3 separate regions of the Mus musculus genome follow, and all the other regions are linked to region 3. A link is a contact called in public HiChIP or PLAC-seq and Micro-C data. All regions are on one chromosome and are shown on one strand. The core of a region is the stretch at or near the end of the contact, and the rest is flanking DNA. Distances in the headings are between cores, read along the strand shown. Region 1 holds the start of Mrm1 (mitochondrial rRNA methyltransferase 1). Region 2 has its middle 100 kb from the start of Aatf. Region 3 has its middle 86 kb from the start of Lhx1os.

Region 1 (2,886 bases), core at 12-2,511, 210 kb after region 3:
GAAAGCCTTGTTTAAATCGCTTTGAAGTTGAGCTTCCGGGTACCCACGACTCCAGTCCACCAGCTCCCTGGAGTACTGCTGAAGTCCCACGGTTGTCAGACATTGACTTGCCGACACAGGTGGCCATGGCGTGTAGTAAATGAGACGAGGAAATCCCTAACTTCAGACGATGCTCTATTTAAAAGGCCCTGGGATCTTTCCTGGTGGGACTTAGAAGGTCGTAGGAATCAATGCCACCACGTCCCTTCTCTTCCTCCTCCCCCAATCCACTGCGTTGGAGATAGCTTTAACATCCCTAACTAGAGTCATCGCCTCCGCCTCTTCTTCCCCTCTCGCCCCATTTTACCTGCAAAAAACCGGGCAGGTCAGGAGTGGCGAACACGTCCATCACCTCCATAGCCCCAGCGCTGGCCTTGCTGACTACTGGAGTAAGCGGACAGCTGCAAAGGATCCCCACGATCCGTGTTAAAACCAGAAAATCTCTAGCCCCGCGCCCTACACACCCCGGGGCTCCCCGCCCAGTGCTTAGGAGCTTGGCTCCGCCTCCAGATTGGGCGTAAACTGAATTAAGGGACGTCCGTGCCTGTTTCTCTGGCTGGTGATGACTCTGTCTACGCCGAGGAAGTGAGCGGAGCGCATCACAGCCCCAAGATTGCGGGGATCCTGGAGCCCCTCAAGGACGAGCCACAGCTGCTGAGGGTCGTCGCCTGAGCTCGTGTCTGCCGCCTCATCGCAAGGCCGGGGTCGCAGCGGGCTCACCTCCATGCACACGCCCTGGTGCACTTGGTAGCCGCACAAGGCATCCAGTTTCTGACGCCTGGGCCTCAAGACAGGGATGCCCCGAGCCTCGGCCACCCGGAGCAGCTCGGCTCGCTCCCCCTGCAGCCCAGCCTTACCGGCCTGGAGCAGGAGCCGGGCCACGCGCCGACGGGCAGCCCGCAAGGCCAGGAGGCATGGGGACAAGCCAAATAGACGTTCCAGCCGCTGGGCCGGCGCCAGGTCATCCAGAAGCAAGCGACTCAGCTCCTCCCCGCCAGGCCGTTCCCCGCGCCGAGCCACCGAGGAGAAATGGCGGGCAATCAGGCGACTGAAGCACCCGACCGTCCAGAGTCGCCGCATTGCTCCAGCAGCGCCCGAGACTCCACTGACAGACAGCTGGGGAGGACCCGTTGACCTCCCACACTTCGTCCCCTCACAAGGACTGCCCACAACCTGACCCTCGAGCCAAGACAGTCACCTCCCAGCCTCCCACGTGGGTCCCCAGCTTCCGGGTTCTGGAGGCCCAGCCCCCTGTCCGATGACGCACATGTGCGCTTGGCGGCAACCACGTCTCCACTGCACCCCCTACAGGAGTGAGTCGCACTGCCTCCGCTGACGCAGGCGAGCCTAGAGGCTGTGCTGGTGCTGAGCTAACCTTGGACTGCTCCCGGGTGAAGGAAGAAGTTAGAAGGCGTTCACCTGCTCGTCCTCAAAGACCACCGCATGTCAGTGGTTTGGCCATCTGTTCAATCCTCAGTCTTGGAGCCATCCTACATCCTGGCACAATGTCATAGTTGGGACTTTCTCCCAGAAGCATATCCTGTCAGACCCTCAGCACCAGCCAGCAGAACCCCTAGAATATTTCCCATCTCCCGAAAGCCCCAACGAGCCTACGGTATTTCTGCTGACAAGCAGCCGATGCCCTTGGCCCATGGTAATTCTACGACTTCCTTGCTCACTGCCCAGACTGGCTCTTTTCAGCCTAGTCTTTTAAAATATCTTTTTAAACCTTTTCCCTTTTCCTAATGATTCCTTTTTTTTTTTAATGTGCATTGTTGTTTTGCCTGCATGTACATCTATGAAGGTGTTGGATCCCCAAGAACTGAAGTTACAGTTGTGGGTGCTGGGAATTGTACCAGGGTTCTCTGGAAGAGCAGCCAGTGCTCTTAACATTTGAGCCATTTCTCCAGCCCCCACCCCCTCTTTTTTAAAATCAATGTCTCACTAAGCAGCCCTCATGGATGGCCTGAAACTCGTTGTGTAGCCCAGGCTGGCCTCAAATCCACAGAGGTCTCCCTGCTTCTGCTTCTCAAATGTTGGGATTAAAGGTGTGCAATAGTATTAGTATACCTGGCTCCAACTTATTTTTCAAAATTCTTTCACATGTGCGGGCATATTGTTTGTCCGTGTGGCTGTGCACCACATGTGTGCCTGGTGGCCCAGCGAGAGAGAGGAGGATGTAGGACTCCCTGGGACTGGAATCAACATGGGTCCTCTAGAGCAGCAGTGGATGTACTTAATTATGTATTTTGGGGACATTTGTATCCTTGGCTCCTATGGCTGGCCTGGAACTAACCATCTCCTGTGCCCACTCCAGAAGTGATGTTCCGAATCTACCCACCTTCCTAGCTACCTGGAAGGAATTCTGAGACACCAACCACACTGATCACCAGGAAGGGGGGAAAAAACTGAAAGATACTTCTGAAGGTAGAGTAGGTTGTAATCTCTCTCTTTAATTGTTACAGTGAAATGTAGTAGGAGACAGACCCTGATACTCTGTAGCCGTGGTAAGGACCCCAGGGTGAGGGCCAAAACTTGGCTGGAGAGCTGGGGGGGGGGGAGGCAGGAGGGTTGGGAAGGGAACCTGGAACCCTGGACAACCACACAGGTAAAAGATGAGGTCTCTGCTGCTCCAACCCTAAGGGGTGGGGGGTAGGGTGTAAGAGGATAGAGCAATGCCCCTTCTAGGTACATCCCTTTCCTAGGTCAAAAGGAAGAGGCACAGGAGAGCAAAGGTTACGGAGCCCCAAGAGGACTCAGAAGAAGTTAGATAGAACAGTCGAGATTCTGTCTTCTCTTCCCGGCCCAGTTTTTCACATTTGTAATGGGAATAGTCTGACAAGCTGT
Region 2 (3,065 bases), core at 421-2,920, 200 kb before region 3:
TGTTGGGAGTGAAGACATCTCACGCCTGACCTTCAACATAACCGCACAGTCTCAAGCCACATAAGTGTGTGCACAGCCCCCTGGGTGAAGACTCTGGTCACCAAGCCCTGTGCTCAAAGTATGGTGGACCAAACGTCCCTTCCCTTCTGTGCAGGCTCCTGGGCTCCACCCTGGATATCAGCCAGTAGGAGCTGCCCTCCAGACTATGACTGAGCACCGGGCTGGGCTGCAGGGTCTCGCTCCTTCCATGGTTCATGCAGTTCCCAAGCTGATCTCCGGGTCACTTATAGGCACAGAGGCAATGGGGTGGAGACTTCTCAGGCCGGTTCACACCACCCTACAGTATCTGCATATTAAACTATCAGGGACAGCACTGCCTTCAAAGAGAGAGGATCAAAATGTTGTCATCTTTTAATTTAATCCTTTTGTTGCATGGGATGGTCTTAAGAGGGATGAGAGAGATCCAAATAAAAATGGAAACAAACTATATCTTTGGGAAAACTATATCTTTGTGGCTGTTAGGTTTTAGCCCTTTTTTTTTTCTCAATTTGGGCCATAAAATAGGTCAGCTCCATTACTGATCAGCCTTCCCACAAATATTTAAAACAAATTGAATTGCACACCCAATACCCATCACAATTACACCAGGCACAATAACTAAATTAGCAATTCAACAAAATAATTGGAAATGCGATTCTCTATTCCACCAGTCTCCCTCGAGGCTTTAGCCGATCTATGGGGGAAAACTCGGCTTTCCTAATTCTGCAGCTAATTAGAGGCACACTTGTAAATGAAGTTGTTTGTCTTGAAGTTGAAATTCTCTTCTGGGGGGTGGGGTGGGGGAGAGGCAAGGGGAGACTACAAGTCCTCACTGTGGAAGGAGTGTATGCGTAGAGCTTCGTAGAACAGAAGCCCAGCTTCCAGTGAGCTGCCCTGTCTACACTTAATAAAACATCAGCTTTTCACTATCACATAAATGACAGAAAAGGGCCAGCCTGGCGCTCAACTTTGAAAATAATGAGGCACACGTGTTTGTTGTACTTACAACAACCAGGGGCCACGAGGACTGTCAAAACCAGAATGACACAGTAGCCATCAGTGACAGAATCCACAGCTGCTGCTTGTTCCCCCTGACCTCCACTTGGAACAGAAAACCAAGGGTTTTACCTTAAAAGGAATGTAAGGTGCACCGCTCCTGGCCCTCGGAAGCCAAGGCAGGACCTCCTGACCAGAGCACAAATCCCCGTGGCCTACTTGCCCAGGCCACTGCAAGAAGCAATCTCAAGGCTTAGGCCGTCCTTGGCCTCATTTTGCTCCTCCTGGAAGGAAGAGTTCCGTCTAATTATATAACAGGAACTAGGGCTTACATCTGTCCCCTCTCACCCTCCTCCAGGATTGAGATGTGACCTTAAAACAGTCTCTACGGGGTTCCAGAGGTTTGAGGGGCCAACCAACCGCAGGACATTCTGCCCTGTAGGAGTTACACACACACACACACACACACACACACACACACACACACACGCTGGGCCTGGGCCTCTGGGAGCAAAGCTTTTCAAGGCAGGTGCCCCACAGAATCCTGGGAAAACACTGCAGCTTGTTAGGTGGGGTTGCAGAGAGCCCCCATTCCTGCTAAGGCACCGATAAGTGGATTCAGAGTCCCCTGCCCCTTTCTGCTTATCTTCTCAAACAATACCAGCCCAGAGTTATCACACTCCAACGTGTTCCCTATTAGGCTTCCGTGGGGCTCTTAAAGCCAAGTGCAGCACGCTACAACTTGAAAGGACACAGGAGTCAAACTGGAAAATAATTGTGTGGCTTCAGGGATTCTGTCCCCGCCTAATCCCCCAGGAGAGGCTCACCCTCCCACAAGCACTCTGGGCACTAGACAAACCACCCACGGCAGCACTTTTGCTTACCCCAGATCCTAGGGCTGAGAACTCGGGAGACATGCCGCTTCCACATCTCGAAGGGCCTGTGAGCTCTGCCTATGGGGCCTGGCACAGGTGTGCGACTCGCAGGCCTGTCTGCCCGGGGACAGCTGGAGCTCTGGCTGGCCTGTCAACTCTCAAAAAGATGGGGGAGTAGTTACACAAAGCTGCACCGTCCTGCAGCCTTAGGTAGCCCCACTAATCAACCTTACCCTATAAACATTCCATCAGATAGCTAGGTCTACCTGCCCCGAGCCACTCCTCGAGTCAGCACCTCTTAGGCTTCCCAGACATCACCACAGGACTGGACATCACCAGAGGACAAAGGGAGTCCCACACCTGGACATCACCACAGGACCGGCAGGCCTGGACCTCTCTGTGGAAAGCGACTGCAGAACTGAGTTAATTGCTCTCATCTCCTGTGGGCACCACCTGCATGCTAATGCACCCGCCCTCCAGCGGGCTCTCTGGGTAAGGAAGCATCCAGAACACCACACCAAATCCTCCTAGGCAAAGTGAGCCACACCTGAGAGTGGGTTCAGGGGCAGGCGTCTAGGCAGAGCAGCAGGTGTGACGGCGGCAGTAAACGCCGGGATTGAGAGGACACCAGCTGGAGCACAGCTCTAGGTGTGGCCTCAGCCAGAGCCCACCTCACCGTAAGTCGATAAACAGCTGAGAACCGGGCCAGGAGCAATATCCTAAACAGATCCTGTGACTTCCTAAGGCAGCCACTGCCCACTCAAGACCCTAAAAAATAGGCTGACTGACCCATCTAATTCTCCAACTTAAAAAAAAAAAGATTTTATATTTGTTAGTTTGTATGGGTGTTTGGCCTTCATGTATGTCTGTGTGCCATATATGTACCTGGTGACAACAGAGGCCAGAAGAGGGCATCTGATCCCCTAGGACTAGAGTTGCAGATGGTTGTGAGTCACCCATGTGGTTTCGAGGAATTGAACCCAGGTTCTCTGGAAGAGCAGCCTCTTAAGCTCTGAGCCATCTCCAGCTCCAAGATTTTTTTTTTAAGAGTATGTGTCTGGCTGGGCAGTGGTGGCGCACTCCTGTAATCCCAGCACTTGGGAGGCAGAGGCAGGCGGATTTCTGAGTTCGAGGCCAGCCTGGTCTACAGAGTGA
Region 3 (2,857 bases), core at 125-2,624:
GACAGGAGGAGGAGGAGGAAGAGGAGAGGGAGGAGAAACAGCAGGGGTGATAGAGAAGGAGAAAGGGAAAAGTAAAGAGGAAAAGAAAGGAGAAGAAAGGAATAAAGAGAAGAGACAGGAAGGAGGAGGCGAAGAGAGAAATAAAAGAAGAAAGTAAATACAAAGCCGAGGATGAGGTGCGCATCTGTAGTACCAGCACCTAGAGACGGAGGCAGGAGGATTGCTTTGAGTTGGAGGTCAGCCAGGGCTACAGTGTGTGACCTGTCGGGGTGTGGGAAGAGGAAAGAGCTCGAGACCTGGAGGAAGGAGAGAAGGGTGAGGAGAATGAGTGCAGGCCAGGGACTAAAGCAGGGAGAAGCTGAAGAAACGGAGAGTAAAGAGAAGAGAGTGGATCAGGGAATGAAGTGAGCAGAAGAGAAAGGAGAAAGAGGAAAAGCAGGAGGAAGAGGAAGGAGAGAAGGGGGAGGGAGAGAAGAGAAGGCAGAAGGGAGGAGCCAGAGCTGTGGCACCTCCTGAGTCCCGGGAGCTGCAGTGGGCACCAGGCTGGCAGGAGGCCTGGCAGGCAGGCGGGCACCATAAAGCCAAGCACAGTGGGCTGCTATGAAGATCTATTGGGCCCCGCAGTACCATTGTCTTCAGAAGGAATTAAAAACAAATTGCTGAGGGCCAGCACATAATTTAAAGACTCACGGCAATTTTATGACTTGCTAATGTTCCTAATTACATGCCCGTGAAAGGCTTAATTAATTGGGGGATGTAGCAAAAAGTAGAGCCTGTGTTTGTTATCATGGTTCCAGTGCATTGATTTTAGTGCCTATGGAGAATTTAGGGCCTCTTTATTTGCACAAAGAAAATGCAAGTCTCTCGAAAAAATGCACATTAAGATCAACCCCTCACTGCTATCTAATATACTTTCCTCTACTTAACCAAAGTGCTTGTAATCATATTTTGTAAATGTTGGTGCTGTTAATTGCATTGTGAGGGGAAATGGGTTCCGCTTGGCTGGTTGTGGAGAATTTTATAAAGTTCCTTCCAGGCACCCCATTCCAGGGGACTCTACCCAGGAAACTTGTGGAGATGTTGGGGTGCTCAGACTGGGACACTGATGGATTAAAGTCCCCTGTTCTAGCTGGTCCTTGGCTTATCCCCATTTTTGTTCTGAGACTCCTAGTGGTAAGTTGAGTGTAGCTGGGCCCAGTGGGGTAGGGTGAGGCCAATTTCAAAGGGGAGGGAGGAAGGCTGCACTCAGATGTTCCTCTCACAAGCATTGGAGTTGAAGACTTCCAATTCGGGCTTGGCCACACACTTCCTGTGAGGCCTGTGAGGAGAGACACCTGGTGGCTTCACTGGGCCTGAAACAGATCAAAGGCCTTGGCTGTTCTCCAAAGCTACTTTCTCTTCTTGTCCCTCCTTCGCGGACTGTAGGAGCGATCCCCTTGCAGCTGAGGCTCTTGGTGAGAAATATCCAACCCTTCTCCCCCAAATCTTTTCAAGACTGTCTCCTTCCTTGACTTTCCACAGGATATACACTAGGAGGTGCAGGTAGAGATGGGAACTGTCCTGGTAGATGAGAGAGCAGTTTGCTTCCTTCACTGCTTCCTTCCTCATTCTGTAGCCCAAGCTAGCCTCCAACTTATCTGCCTCTGCCTCCTGAGTGCTAGGATTAAAGATGTGTTACTTGGCTAGGTCTTTTTTAAAAAAACAAAAACAAAAACCAAAAAACGATTGATTGATTAATGTTGGGTTTTCAAAGCAGAGTTTCTCTGTGTAGTTCTGGATGCCCTGGAACTAACTCTGTAGACCAGGCTGGACTTAAACTGAGAGATCCTCCTGAGCGCTGGGACACCTTGTGATTTATTGTAATTTCTGTATCTGAGTGTTTGCCTGTATCTACGGATGTGCACTATTTGTGTGTTTGGTGCCTTCAAAAACCAGAAGAGAGTGTTGGGTCCCTTGAACTGGAGTTATGAATTGTGAACCACCATGTGGGTGCTGGGAATCAAACCCTGGTAATCTGCAAGCGCAGATTACTTACTTAATCATTGAACAAAAGGGATCCTTTGCACATGCAGACTAGGGCCTGGGACTACAGCTCACCATAGAGTGTTTGCCTAATACACAGAAAACCTCGGGTTGGATCCTTAACATTGCATGTAACTGGGAATGAAGATACAAGCCAGAAATCTCAACTTTCAGGAGGTGGAGTCAAGAGAATCAGCAGTTGAAAGACATCCCGGTTACACAGGAAGTTCTGGGCCAATGTAGACTACAAGAGACCTTGTTTCAAAAAAGAGACCTTGTCTCAAAAAACAAAACAAAACAAAACAAAACAAAACAAAACAAAACAAAACAAGAAACAAAAGACAGCCTGGCGTGGTGGCCCACACCTTTAATCCCAGCACTTGGTAGGCAGAGGCAGGCAGATTTCTGAGTTCGAGGCCAGCCTGGTCTACAAAGTGAGTTCCAGGACAGCCAGGGCTTCAGAGAAACCCTGTCTTGAAAAACAAAAACAAACAAACAAAAACAACAACAACAAAAAGAAACAAAAAGCAAAACAAAACAGCACCACAACAACAAAAACAAGAAACTACATACACAGGAAAACACATGCAAATCAGGCTTTATTCTGCTCTTTCTGAAATCCATGCAGGCTTCCCCTAACACTTAGAATAAAAGCCAGACATCACGGGTTCCACAGAACCCCCTTTCCCATCTCTCTGTGGCCCACATTGTACTCGCTGAGTCTTAAAAACCATTTCTCCTTCTGTGGCTCCAGATAAGCTCTTCCTGCCCCAGGCTCATGCACTGCCGTTTCCGCTGTCTGTCTGCCAAACACCTTCCCTCTATTTTACAGGAC

What was found. A called contact is a pair of places that touch in the nucleus more often than the background predicts. HiChIP or PLAC-seq counts read pairs in DNA pulled down with a chosen protein or histone mark.
Region 1: a contact with region 3 is called in an H3K4me3 HiChIP or PLAC-seq map of the 230-238 cell line, with 12 read pairs. The contact joins the promoter of Mrm1 here to the enhancer-like site in region 3. A contact is called at or near these places in 1 of 39 promoter capture datasets (embryonic stem cells), 3 of 484 Hi-C or Micro-C datasets (embryonic stem cells, nephron progenitors and stem cell-derived epiblast-like cells), 7 of 115 datasets of contacts at active chromatin or transcription factors (the 230-238 cell line, acute myeloid leukemia, embryonic stem cells and 1 more) and 1 of 9 other capture datasets (liver).
Region 2: a Micro-C map of the G1E-ER4 cell line shows a contact between it and region 3, with 2.3 times the contacts expected there. The contact joins two enhancer-like sites. A contact is called at or near these places in 12 of 484 Hi-C or Micro-C datasets (the Ba/F3 cell line, the G1E-ER4 cell line, the MNK3 cell line and 7 more), 1 of 115 datasets of contacts at active chromatin or transcription factors (embryonic stem cells) and 1 of 9 other capture datasets (embryonic stem cells).

Annotation. Positions count from the first base shown.
Region 1 is chr11:84,818,254-84,821,139 of GRCm38.p6, forward strand. Mrm1 (mitochondrial rRNA methyltransferase 1) reads right to left here and starts at 1,262. Exons shown (of 5, transcript NM_145433.1): 1 at 584-1,262; 2 at 347-440. The coding sequence starts at 1,119. It overlaps Dhrs11 (dehydrogenase/reductase (SDR family) member 11), which reads right to left. Exons shown (of 7, transcript NM_177564.5): 7 at 2,475-2,886.
Region 2 is chr11:84,411,646-84,414,710 of GRCm38.p6, forward strand. No RefSeq gene overlaps it. Among named protein-coding and RNA genes, the nearest start is that of Aatf, 100 kb to the right of the region's middle. Within about 2 kb of position 1,671, at least 15 of the 459 cell types and tissues checked have an H3K27ac peak or open chromatin away from gene starts, as enhancers often do. A contact at or near this core is called in the G1E-ER4 cell line, where this site is marked.
Region 3 is chr11:84,610,342-84,613,198 of GRCm38.p6, forward strand. No RefSeq gene overlaps it. Among named protein-coding and RNA genes, the nearest start is that of Lhx1os, 86 kb to the left of the region's middle. Within about 2 kb of position 1,375, at least 13 of the 459 cell types and tissues checked have an H3K27ac peak or open chromatin away from gene starts, as enhancers often do. A contact at or near this core is called in the 230-238 cell line and the G1E-ER4 cell line, where this site is marked.